Regions from separate parts of the Mus musculus genome. Here region 1 is linked to region 2. A link is a contact called in public promoter capture Hi-C data. All regions are on one chromosome and are shown on one strand. Each heading gives the region's core, a stretch centred on a gene start, on an enhancer-like site or on the middle of the called end of the contact. The rest is flanking DNA. Distances are from core to core; before and after follow the strand shown.

Evidence for each region. Promoter capture Hi-C pulls out the DNA fragments that hold promoters and counts their contacts.
Region 1: a promoter capture Hi-C map of liver shows a contact between it and region 2. The contact joins the promoter of Cpb2 here to the enhancer-like site in region 2. A contact is called at or near these places in 5 of 39 promoter capture datasets (the C10 cell line, embryonic stem cells, liver and 1 more), 1 of 15 datasets of contacts at CTCF or cohesin (large pre-B cells), 2 of 484 Hi-C or Micro-C datasets (bone marrow-derived macrophages and erythroblasts), 1 of 115 datasets of contacts at active chromatin or transcription factors (the HPC-7 cell line) and 2 of 9 other capture datasets (adipose tissue and pancreatic islet).

The regions. Positions count from the first base shown.
Region 1 is chr14:75,238,683-75,245,009 of GRCm38.p6, forward strand. Cpb2 (carboxypeptidase B2 (plasma)) reads left to right here and starts at 3,605. Exons shown (of 11, transcript NM_019775.3): 1 at 3,605-3,743. The coding sequence starts at 3,673.
Region 2 is chr14:75,051,266-75,057,432 of GRCm38.p6, forward strand. Rubcnl (RUN and cysteine rich domain containing beclin 1 interacting protein like) reads left to right here. Exons shown (of 14, transcript NM_198642.2): 14 at 704-1,267. The coding sequence ends at 816. Among named protein-coding and RNA genes, the nearest start is that of Rubcnl, 38 kb to the left of the region's middle. Within about 2 kb of position 3,541, at least 34 of the 459 cell types and tissues checked have an H3K27ac peak or open chromatin away from gene starts, as enhancers often do. A contact at or near this core is called in liver and pancreatic islet, where this site is marked.

The sequences.
Region 1 (6,327 bases), core at 2,355-4,854, 190 kb after region 2:
ACTTCTTGAGTTCTTTATATATTTTGGATATTAGCCCCCTGTCAGATGCAGGGCTGGTGAAGAACTTTTCCCAGTCTGCAAGCTGCCGTCTTGTCCTATTGACGGTGTCTTTTGACTTACAGAAGTTTTTCAGTTCCATGAGGTCTCATTTATTAGTTGTTGATCTTAGTGCCTGAGCCATTGTTTCCTGTTCAGGAAGTTGTCTCCTATACCAGCAATTGTGAGTGGTATCACCCCTGATCTTGTGGTCCTGGGTTCTATAAGCAGGCTGAGCACACCATGAGGAGCAAGCCAGTAAACAGCACGCCACCATGGCCTCTGCACCAGTCCCTGCCTCCAGGATCCTGCTCAGTTTGAGTTCCTGCTCTGGCTTCCCTCAGTGCATTGTGGTTCAGTATATGTAAGCCAAATAAACCCTTTCCTCCGCAGGTCATGATGCTTTCTTACAGCAATATGAACCCTAGCTAATACAGTCAGGCTCGAAGAACATAAAAGATCATATCACCCTATAGACTGTTACTAAAGGAAATGTCCAGTTACTTCAGCAGAAAGAGCTATAATTCAAAGTATATTGACTTTCATACTATCTTTAGGGAACACAGAACACAAAATATACAGCACAACATTTATTATACTTGTCAGAAAAAAAATCTTACCTCTTGTGCTCACAGAAGATAAAAACTCACGCACACATATGTATCCGTGTGAATAGATACGAACACACAGGTCCTCACCCATAAGCATTAAAATCCAGTACAAATGTATACTCAGAGACTGTGGCAGCATGCACAGGGCCTGCACAGGGCCAAGCTAGATGGGGTCCCCTTGTTCAGAGAAAGACTTGGACATGAGCTCCCATCCCTTACCAAGAAGCTATAGCTGCTTGAAGTGAAAAGGTAGCTTTCTTCAATGGCGTCTCACTGGATATACAAACCACACTTAAGGGCAGGCTCCATGTCCAGCAGTAGATGAGCAGCTCAAAAGGAACTCACCAGTGGGTTTTGTAGCTTTTTTTCTTTTTTTTTCCTCATATTGCTTTGTTTGGGCTGTTTTGTTTTGTTTCGCCTTACTGGTTTTTAGAGTGTATATTATGGTTTCTGATTTTGTGTTTTTATGGTGTGTGTGTGTTGTGCTTTTTCTTTGTTTTATCCTGCTTTGCTTGTTTGTTTTTTAGTTTGCCTGTTTTGTTTTCTAAAAAGAAAGGGGAAGGATGGATGGAGGTGGAAGGACGGGAGGTGGGGAAAACCTGGGAAGAGATGAGGAAGGGGATGCCATGACCAGAGTATGTTGTATGAAAAAAAAAAAAAAAGGTTTGTTTTCAATGAAAAGGAAGAGTTACTTGGGCTAGTTTCCTTCTCCTTCCCCCCTCCCCCTCCTCCCCCTCCACTCCTCCCCTTCCCCTCCACCTCCCCTTCCTCCTCCTCCTCATCTCTGTGTCTGTTATTTACTTGAAACCCAGATTTATTTGCTCTTGTTTGTATTCATCATTTGAATTTATGTTCCTTTATTTTGGGGATGTGAAAACACAGCATGCCCTACTCAAAAGGTTTATGCAGATAAATATCTCTCTCTCTCACCATCGCTTCTCTGCCATCTCTCCACACATGCCTGTGGGAGAGCAAAACCACCGATTTATGATCTATTCTACCTGTGATTTGCTTTACAGAAACCATTTTCAGGGGAAGTCATCTTAACCCAGTGACTTTGCTTTGGTGGCTTTAAATCTCAGGGGAAGACTGAAACGTCCCCCCACCCCCACCCCCACCCCCCACCCCTACCCCCAGGTGTCTGTTGTGGAAAAACTGGATGGACTCATTTGTAAATTTCCCTGCCCTAATCTCAGGAACATTTTAGTGTATTTACAAGCCGGTATGTGGGGAAGGCTGTCAGGACTCTGTCTGCTTACAGAGTGCAGATGCCACCTGAGACTGAACCGAATGTCAGATGGTGCTCAGTGATGGGTGGAGGGCCTTCATTGAGATAGTGGCTACCTTGATGACGTTCTCTGAACAAACATAACCCAGAGCCTGCCTAAACTCTTTACTGCTTGTACCAGCCCCATGATACTGGGCCTATCTTTCCTTATGGTTAAAGAAAGATATTTTTGCTGGGCAAGTGGTGGTGCACGCCTTTAATCCCAGCACTTGAAAGGCAGAGGCAGGCAGGTGGATTTCTGAGTTCGAGGCCAGCCTGGTCTACAGCGTGAGTTCCAGGACAGCCAGGGCTATACAGAGAAACTCTGTCTCGAAAAACCAAAAAAAAAAAAAAAAAAAAAAGAAGAGAAAAGAGAAGAAGAACGGTATTTTTAATGGAGACTCTAGAGTCTTCTCTACACAGACCCTGCTGCTCAGCTTTTTAAGCCACATTTTGCAAACTCACCTTCTATCTTCACCTAAGTTGAAAATGTTGACAAGGACACAGTCAGAGGAAGAAAGCATTCTTCTGCACTGAGGCTTCTCCATGACATGGACCAGGATCGTCTCGGCAGTCTTCATGACTGTGAGTCTTCCGTGAATCAGATCATATCCTCTGAGAATATTCCAGGCCTTCTCTGAGGGATTAATTATCTCCTAGGTGTGTCTACCCGGCTATCCACAAGCTACAATGCATTTATTTTTTTTTTTTCTTTTCTTTTTTTTTTTTTTTTTTTTTCCATTTTTTATTAGGTATTTAACTCATTTACATTTCCAATGCTATACCAAAAGTCCCCCATATCCACCCACCCCCACTCCCCTGCCCACCCACTCCCCCTTTTTGGCCCTGGTATTCCCCTGTACTGGGGCATATAAAGTTTGCAAGTCCAATGGGCCTCTCTTTCCAGTGATGGCCGACTAGGCCATCTTTTGATATATATGCAGCTAGAGTCAAGAGCTCCGGGGTACTGGTTAGCTCATAATGTTGTTCCACCTATAGGGTTGCAGATCCCTTTAGCTCCTTGGCTACTTTCTCTAGCTCCTCCATTGGGAGCCCTATGATCCATCCATTAGCTGACTGTGAGCATCCACTTCTGTGTTTGCTGGGCCCCGGCATAGTCTCACAAGAGACAGCTACATCTGCGTCCTTTCAATAAAATCTTGCTAGTGTATGCAATGGTGTCAGCGTTTGGATGCTGATTATGGGGTGGATCCCTGGCTATGGCAGTCTCTACATGGTCCATCCTTTCATCTCAGCTCCAAACTCCGTCTCTGTAACTCCTTCCATGGGTGTCTTGTTCCCAAATCTAAGGAGGGGCATAGTGTCCACACTTCAGTCTTCATTCTCCTTGAGTTTCATGTGTTTAGCAAATTGCTACAATGCATTTATAAGAGGCCCAAAGCAAAATCAGAAATTTACTAAAAGCATGAACCTTTTTGAGTTTGTTTAGTTCAATTGCATGACTTTCATGACGTCATGCCACAATGCCAGGATTAAAATTGTCTAAATTAAACACAATGGTTGAGCTCATCATCATGATTTGTTGTTTTGGTTTTTTGAGGGTTCAGATATCAGACGACCTAACTAATTGTACGTGTATGTTTCTTTTAGACTGTGGGAGTGGAGGCTCAGTAAACTGAGCTGCGGGAGCCAGAGGGAGCCCACTGTTACACTTTAACCAGTGTGCAAAGAAGGCTCTTAGGCAATTAGTTACCTGGGACTTTCTCCCCAAGGGCTTGCTCACAAGTCACTGTTGGGATGAAGCTTCATGGCCTTGGAATCCTGGTAGCCATCATCCTCTATGAGCAGCATGGCTTCGCCTTTCAGAGGTAACACCAGGGGCCTAGGCGGGCTGGGTCCTTCCCACTTGTGTGCCTCTCACAGAGCAGAAGTAGTGTCCTGGGATAGAGAGCCAACTGGGTAGAGGCCAGTTCCTTCAGAGACTTGAAGTCGTTTGGGTATAACAGGGTATCAGTAGTACTTTTTTTTTCCATTTTCTGCTTTCATTTTACCAGTGTGATAAGTATACTCAGAGGCTATGGAGATTAAATAAACAAATCGGACCTTGACGAATCGCCTGTACCTTCACATAACACATGATTTATATTCTTCCTGCCTTAACACATAGATATATGAACTAAATAAATAAGTTTTAATCTTGTTCATAGAGCATAGGAGAGGCTAAAGGTAAAGGTATGAAATAGACCTGGATTACACACAGTCATTGAGCAGAGACCGAGAGAGGGTGCTGAGTTACAATGGACGGATAGAAGAACTTAGCTATTTCTTCATTAGCTTCGTTGGAGTGATTTCCTGAGAATCTTTGACCGTAAACTAATTAGGACACAAATGAATAAATGTTAGAGCACACTGAATACATGGGATAACAGTTGCAGCATACCTGCTTGGTTATTATTATTAACTAGGCGAGGCTAAGCTTTAAAATTGACATATAACTTTGGGATGGTGATACTTTTTTTTTGTTTTGTATCTATAACCCTTTTCCAGTTGTCTCTGAGATGGGCCCTTGTCTTCTTCTTACAGAATCGCAGGGAGAGACAGCACTTGATCTGTCTGGGTGGGGAAAAGTCTATGCGTCAAAATCTTTTCTGAGTTAGAAAACCCATAGAATGTTCACTCATTCAGGTAATGTTGTACAGCTGAAGCTGTGTTTAGGATAGCTGGCTGATTCTCTTTTGTTCAGTGTGATTGTCAAGTAGCAAGCAGTAAATTCCATTGTGAGAGACTGGCTGTTAATGAGTTCATACAAAGATCAGAAGTGCTAGAACAGTTGGTGACTCGTGCATCTATATTTTATTAATAGTTAAGTAAGTATGATTTTAGGATCTTTGTAGGTTCTAATATTCCATAACTTGATGACTGTCTTTTGTTAGAAGGTAGCAGCAACTCTGATAACATCATCTAACCCTAACCGTAACCGTAACCGTAACCCTGACCCTAACCCTAATCCTAACTGTAACCGTAACCCTGACCCTAACCCTAACCCAGTTCCTGTAGAGGCAACATCATTGTCTTTGAGTGGTGGGGGCAGAAATCTCTTGTGATTTAGGAGTGTGTTTGACTCATGTACTAGGCTGGACACAATGCTGCTATTTAAATACCTGTCCTATACTTGGGATCTGTTCTCCCCCTCCCCTCCCCTCCCCTCCCCTCCCCTCCCCTCCCCTCCCCTCCCCTCCCCTCCCCTCCCCTGCCCCAACTTTATCAAATGGCTTCTCTATGTTACCCAAGTAGACTCTGAATTTCTCATCTCCTGCCCAAGCCTCTCAAGTCGATGTGCCTGGACTGCAGATGTGCACTACTGAGCTGGCTCCAGGCTGCCATGATGATTCTATACTAAATTACACAAGGTACTCATCGCAACACAAGACACGGAAAGATCTTACCGTATCTTTACAAAATCATCAAGCCTGTGCCTATTCAGTGGAGCTAAATAATGCAAATGAAAGAGACGGGCAAAGGGAAATGGTATGGGCACGAGGGAGAAAACTCGCTCGCACGTGGTTCTTACATCCTTTGCTGCGGCATGCACTCTGAAATCTACAGACAGGTATGCTTGAAGAGTAGGATGAGAAAATGGTTACAGTTAGCCAACTAATACTACATGGAAAACAGTTAGTGCTTGCACATACCTGGAGGACCTACTTGTGAGTGAGAGGAAAAGGAGGGGCCATGTTGGAGACAGAAGCATCCCCGAGCTCCGAACTCTCACCCCTGCACTAGAAATAATAAAATGAACCCCCTCCCCCAGTGTTTCTGAGCTTTTTCAAGAGTAAGCCATTACTACCACTAAAAGAAAAATCTAATTTCATTCAGAGTGACAGCCTTTGATAAATTCTTATTTCTGGGGGTTAGAATTTAAACCTTTCCAGAAAGCAGTAGCCAGCTGGCATTTGCCTGAAGCTGTTCTTTGTTACACTTTTCTTGCCGTGATCATTTTCCTAATAACAGTTTGGGTTGGAGCAATGTCCTCGTGGTTGATTTGTAGGCGCGTGCTGATAACTCTCATCCGTGAAATGCCTTGGAACTACAACCACAAAACAGCCTGTATAAAGGCATAAATACCATATGCCAAAGAGGAAGGCAACTGAAGCCCACATTTCCATATTCGGTTGATTTTCAGGGCCAGATAAATAAATAAAACACTAGCAAGAATCTTGTAAACAAAGTCATTAATTGTATTGTGCAATGATTATCTAAGTGGAGTCTGTCAGCCCAGGCCATTGAGAAAAGAAAAATGAGAAACATGGACAGAAAGGAAGAGAAGGGTTTGGAGAGGAGGGCATGGAGGGCATCGTAGACCACAGCATATGTGGTTTGTTAATGCCACACTCTGGCTGGGTACCCGATTCCAGTCATTCTCTTTCAGTTATTAGTTCTGCCCCCTCCACT
Region 2 (6,167 bases), core at 2,291-4,790:
CCAATTATTTGTCTCTTTACAGCTGGGGCTGCAGAAGGAATCCTATGCTCGTTGGTTGTGTTGCATGGGAAGGATGTGGGTGGGGACCCTGCCCTCAACTCTTCTGTGCACATGATTCTTCTTAGGATACTCTAGTCTTGCAGGACAGGGTCTCCAGAATTGAACCAGGGAATTCCAGGCCAGAAGTAACTGAATACCAGGCAACAGACCTAAGAGGGAAAGATTCCATGGTGGTGTGTCTATAAGAAGCCCCGAGCTATCTCACTGAGCTCTGGGCAGCAGTGTAGGTAGCATCTCAGCACTGTTCCAAGTCCACAGCACCAACCTCTGGATACAGGCTGGTGTCAAGGAAAGAGCATGACCCTGGATGAGGCAGCTTTGCCCATTTAGACCCATTTCCAGAGAAGCAATGCCACCTTGCAAGAGCCATCAGCCACCAAGTTAAGATTAGGTGGACTGCCCCCCAGTACTTGGGCTGATCTGGAAGGATGCAGTATTGACCACCTCCATTGGGCTCCTGAGCTCATAGCCAAGAGCTGCTGACTAACTGATAGTCCTGAGAGTTTTGGCATGGTTGGTTTCTTTCTGTAAGATTCCGGGTTCTGGGTCAGGTTTCCTCTCTCCCCGGGATGGGAGTGAGTATCTATATGTATGTGAGAAATTAAGGAGTGCATTTGCTGACAACCAATCTCCTCACTTGCAGCGTGCAGGGCCTGCTTTCACAAACAGTGTTTCCAGTCTTCGAGATGCCCGCGCTGTGCCAGGATCATAGCCCGGAGACAACATTTGGAGAGCTTGCCCACTGCAGCAACATGATGGCCCAAAGTTGTTCCAAACCTCTCATGATGTTACCACATTGTGTCTGCTCCTGGTAACATTCATTGTTTCAGATACTAAGTATTTTTGTAGTAAGAAAAAGAGGACCAAAATTGCCCTCTTGTACGCATTTAATGCTTTCAAGGAGTATGGAAGTTTTGTTATTAGGTATAGGGTTGTTGATAAGGGTTTGTTTACAATGTTTGACATTGTTTTGCTGCTACTGGCTGTTTTTTTTTTTTTTTAAAGAAGTCTTTTTTCATTTAAGTTGCACTGGGATAGGTTTTTTTTTTTTTTTTGAAGCTAAATACAGAACCTATTTTTTTATGAACTTAACTGACAAGGTGATGTGTTGTTTGTGAAATGGATTGGCGCCACAAAGGAGGGAAGTGGCACAAGAATTCTGTTTGGCCAAGCTTTTGTTAAAGACGACTGTTGAATGTTGCTTTGTGACTATGTCAGTTTCCTGTCTTATTCATTCCATGGTTTGGCGTAGAGTACGTACATGACAACGCTGCCCCAACATTCCTTTCTAGATGATGGTTTCAGTCGCCCACCAAGGTCCTGGTGAACTGTCATTTAGACCAGTTGCCTCTAGATGGCAATGTTTGGTGAGTGCATGCTCGACAGGTTTGCCATCCCCCACCCCCCAGGCCCTACTATTCCTGTTAGTCCCTACTAAAACCAAGGGAGCCAGAGGAGACAACTCCATTCTATTCCTTCATGATCTAGCTTTGTGGATATATATCCAGAACATAGAGACTCGGAAAGCTGAGCGTGGTGGTGTCCACCTGTAGTCCCTGCATTTAGGAAGCAGGGGCAGAGATTAAGACTTTCTATATGAACATAGAACGTCACATGCAACCTGTACTTTTTTTCCAAATCTTAAAAAGACTGGAATTTTAAAAAAAGATTTATTTATTACTATATCTAAGTACACTGTAGCTGTCTTCAGACACACCAGAAGAGGGTGTCAGATCTCATTACAGATGGTTGTGAGCCACCATGCAGTTGCTGGGAATTGAACTCAGGACCTTCAGAAGAGCAGTCAGTGCTCTTAACTGCTGAGCCATCTCTCCAGCCCCAAGAATGGAATTTTTAAAACAAGTAAATTTGGATAAAATATTTTTTCTTTTGTTTGGTTTTTGTCTTGTGGGACAGGGTCTTCTTTTGAAGCCCTGCCTGACTGTGAACTTGTCTCCCGTCTCTATGTCCTGAGTGTTAGGACTAGAGGTGTATGTCACTATTCCTAGCAAGAAAGTGCTCTTAATAGTATGCTCTCAGTTACCACTTTAACATTGAGGCATCCCTTAAGATGCATAGGGGTGCCTTTTCTCACAACGGTGATAAAATGCCCATCAGAGCCGATGTGAGGGAGGAAAACCTGACTGGAATCTAACGGTTTCAGCTCTGCTGGAACATGGAAGGAATGGCAGAGTTCAAGGAGGAGAGCATGGTGCAGACTCCTGCATACAAAACAGGTAGGAAGCAGAGAGCTAGCTGGGAGTGAAGGCTGGGATAGACCCCCAGAGGCCTGCCCCAATGGTAAGCTGACCCCAGGTAGAGAGCAAGTGTTGAAACACACGAATCTGGGTTAACATGGCGGCACTCTGCACATAAACCAAGTTCAGTGGATTATAAAACTGGTGAAATTTTCTTTCTAATGATTCTTATACATACATCTTCCTAGAACATGGGTAAGCCCGTGTTTCCCCCTTCTCTCCTGCATAGCTGCTCCTACTTGAGGAGAATTAGGGTCAAATCCCTTCCTGGAATATCTTCAGGCTGACCAGTTCTCAATAATACTTGGGTATCATGTTGCCTGGCGCTGATGCTTAGATTGAGCTTCTCAAACAGCAAAGGCAGTCAACAGTGTGCTACAGATATCCCCAGCCCCACCCGCCAGGGTCTCCTACTGTCTGTGTTGGGGCAGGAGAGGAGGAGGAGGAGGAGGAGGAGGAGGAGGAGGAGGAGGAGGAGGAGGAGGAGGAGGAGGAGGAGGTTGACTTTCAGTGAGAGAATACTAAGCAGACTGAAACATCAGCGTCTCCTCTGTCTGGATATTCTGTCAACTATTTCTGTTACACGCTTCCAGGGGGAGGGTGGCATGACTGTCAAGCCTGGTGTGGCCTGAGTGGGGACCAAGTGACATGAGGAAATGTGCACACAGCAGACACACAGAGAAAAAGACTCTGAAAGCAGAAAACCTAATCTCTTCTCAAAGCCTGGGGCTTTCCTAAAGCGTCTCATGAGTTGTTCTCCTGTCCTTAGGGTTAGTCAGTTTGAAAACAGATAGGATGGGTGATCAGGCCTTGAACTTGCCAAGACAGTCCATCAGCAGGGAGCCTGCTCTGCTAGTGGGAGACAGAAGCTCCCAGGCATTTGTCTCAAGTCAAGATGGTAAGGAAGAAGGGGGCCATCTTGGGAATTCGCCAGATTTCTTAGCTCTATCCGTGTCCTCTCCCTATCGGTTTACCTACCAGAGAGTCTACCTAACTTCATCCCTCTCCGTAGAATAAGTCCCTCCCTGAAGCAGAGATCCCATGACTTAAATGCCTCTCAGAGGTCCTCAGAGATTCACTTACGAAAAACCAGTTCCACAATTTTGAGCCACATTTGAAACAAGCTTTAGTTAAATATTAGCCAAGAAGATGGACTGACCACGTCCCCTGGGTTTCCAGGGAATGGTAATGAGTCACATTTTGTAGAAGACGAAACCCATAATTCACTCGTTTTCAATCGGGTCCAATCGGGGGCAAGCATATGTCCTGACATTCTTCCTGCCCTGCCTACGTGTGATCAAGCACATCTGGTGTAGTTAGTTCAAACAAACCATTTAGGGAGGGAAAACATGTGACTTATCTCCCAAGAACTGTCGCTCCCAGCGTTCCAGGAAATTATCTTGTCCTTGGGCAAGTGGGCTTACAGGCTAACACTGGCTCTTCCAGTCCTTCCTCAGCACTGTCCACAACAGCAGCTAAACTTCCACAGAAGTTCTGGAGAAGGCATTAAAAGCCAAGAAGGTTCCTGGACTGCCTCATAGTGAACTCTGGAGGGCAGTCTGTGAGACCACACCTCCCTTCCTGGCCTCCCATGGGTGGGGGAGGAGGACAGACCAGAAGTCTGCAGCAGATCACTGCCCATCAACAGTACTGAGCAGGCCACTCTATCAATGTGGGATAGGGATAGAGCCATGAGGTTTGTTTTGGGTGGCCCTGGGAAATAAGTCCGTTGAAAAGAAAACTCTTGTTTTCCAATCAAGTCTGAGGCATCACTGGGATATCCAACAAATGGAAGGAGAGGCAGAACACTTCCGGTGAAGGCAGATCTGAGGCAGAGGCTGGGGAGTGAACCAGATGTCAGAGAGGGACAGGAGAAGGGCTGAAGGCTAGGTTGGAGCTAGTACAATACTGCTGCCCAGTCCTGGGTGACAGTAAAGTACAGGCTCTGCTCCAGGGCCCTTAGGAGGAAGACAGGTGAGGGGTCTGCAGATTCACTAACACCGAGGTGCTGTCAAAATACAAAATGGCTTCCTCTTGCAGCAGGAGGGAGATCCCCAAAGGCTAATCAGACTCCATATTGAAGAAAAGGGAAGAGGGCAGCTTCTTGAGAGGACTGACAGCCCAGATGCATTGACGTGGGAAGCCAGGTGGCTTTGACAAAGGGAAAGGGGAGTGTGTGTGTGTGTGGGGGGGGGGATAGAAGGATTTAGTGGGGAACGGAGCTGCAAGGTAGAGCCCACAGTGCCCAGCCCAGTGACCGGAGGATGTTTGCAGTCCTCACAGCGCAATGCTAAGCAGGGTTCCAGGGGACACAGCTGGGCTTCTGTTTCAGGAAGACAGCAGGGATTGGGTGCTGGGTGCACTGAGGACAAAACAGAGGCTTAGTAGTTGACATAGGAAGACCTACATACACTAGGGCAGCTACAGAGAAGGGGAGGGGAGGGGACCTGGGAGAGGCAGGAAGAACCAGGTCCAGAGAGTGTAAAATAGAAGGGACTTCCCAAGGCTCAGCCAAAAAGGCAAAGCAAAGTTCAATAGTGTCTTCAAATGTGATGTTAGGGGCCCGGGAGATAGCCCAGTCACTAAACTCCTCGTGTACGCGTACAGTATAATCACTGGGGAGGCAGGAGCAAACTGCCTTGCTTATATGAATGTAAGAGTTCCATGTTCACATTTGGTGCATCGGGTCCCTAGGATTGCAGTTAAAGGATAGTTGTGAGCCACCCAAGTGGGTGCTGAGAACTAAACATGCAAGAACAGCAAGTGTTCTTAAGTGCTGAGCCATCTCTCCAAGCCCCCATAAATATAAACCTTTTTTTAAAAGCACAAACATCGGCTCGCAAACTGTATGTCTGAGATGGAATCGTTCCCCTCCTACTTTATGAAGATACCTTCACGGGCTCCTGAGAGAGCGGTTCTGCCTCCTGTTCTTCTCAGGAGTGTGACTTGTCCCTCCCGATGACACTTTGGCTCTCTCACAATCCCCCTTGGTACCATATTCCAGAAAATTCTAGGTTCCCAGGTATCCACAGCTTCATTCTAAAGAGGAGTGGAGTTGTGGGTAATCGTGGCCCCCATAGCCTCTGTCTCCCACCTGTGTGGAGAGAGATAGCAGAAGAAAGGCCATAGCAAAGAGCTCAGCTTCCTGGCTCTCAGGAAAAGCCTGGTCACTACCTAACATGGACAGATGTGCAGACGTTAGCAGCAGGAAACTAGTGGGCTGGGGTAGGATCACAAGACCTTGGAATGAGAGGAGGCTAGAGGCAGGCAGAGAGGCCTGAGAAGGAGTCAGTGCTACCTCACACACTTCAGTTATGTGATTGATCCCCGATGGCTAGGATTGCGGCTCACACACTCAAGGATGTGAGACCATTGTTTCCTCCGCATGCTGGGAGTTCCAATTTCTGTTTGAGTCTGCTTGTCAGAGCATCATTCAGAAAAGAACCATGTGGTTCTGTTAGAGGCATGAGAAAGGGGAACCAGGATTTCCCCTTTCAAACCAGTTAAGACATTACTTCTTAAGACAGGTCCTCAAATGTTGGTTTTAAGGAAGCAGCCTTCACAAGGGATGTTGCCAGTGAGAAAGGGTTTCTCTGCCTTGTCCCCCTCTGGCAGTGAGCTGAATAGGGCTTGTTCATCAGCAGCAGTCCCTGGACAGTGTCGGATCGATTGGTGTCAAACAGGACAGGTTTAGACCTAAGGGCGGGGACTAACATCCTATATGCCTGCAGATGTGTCTACAATGATCTCCTGAGCCGGAACAGGAAGCTGGGGCCCAGGGCGAGGCTAAAAGGGATACATTGAATCACTAACCTTACAGATAAGTCTTTCACCATGTAACTTCCCCGC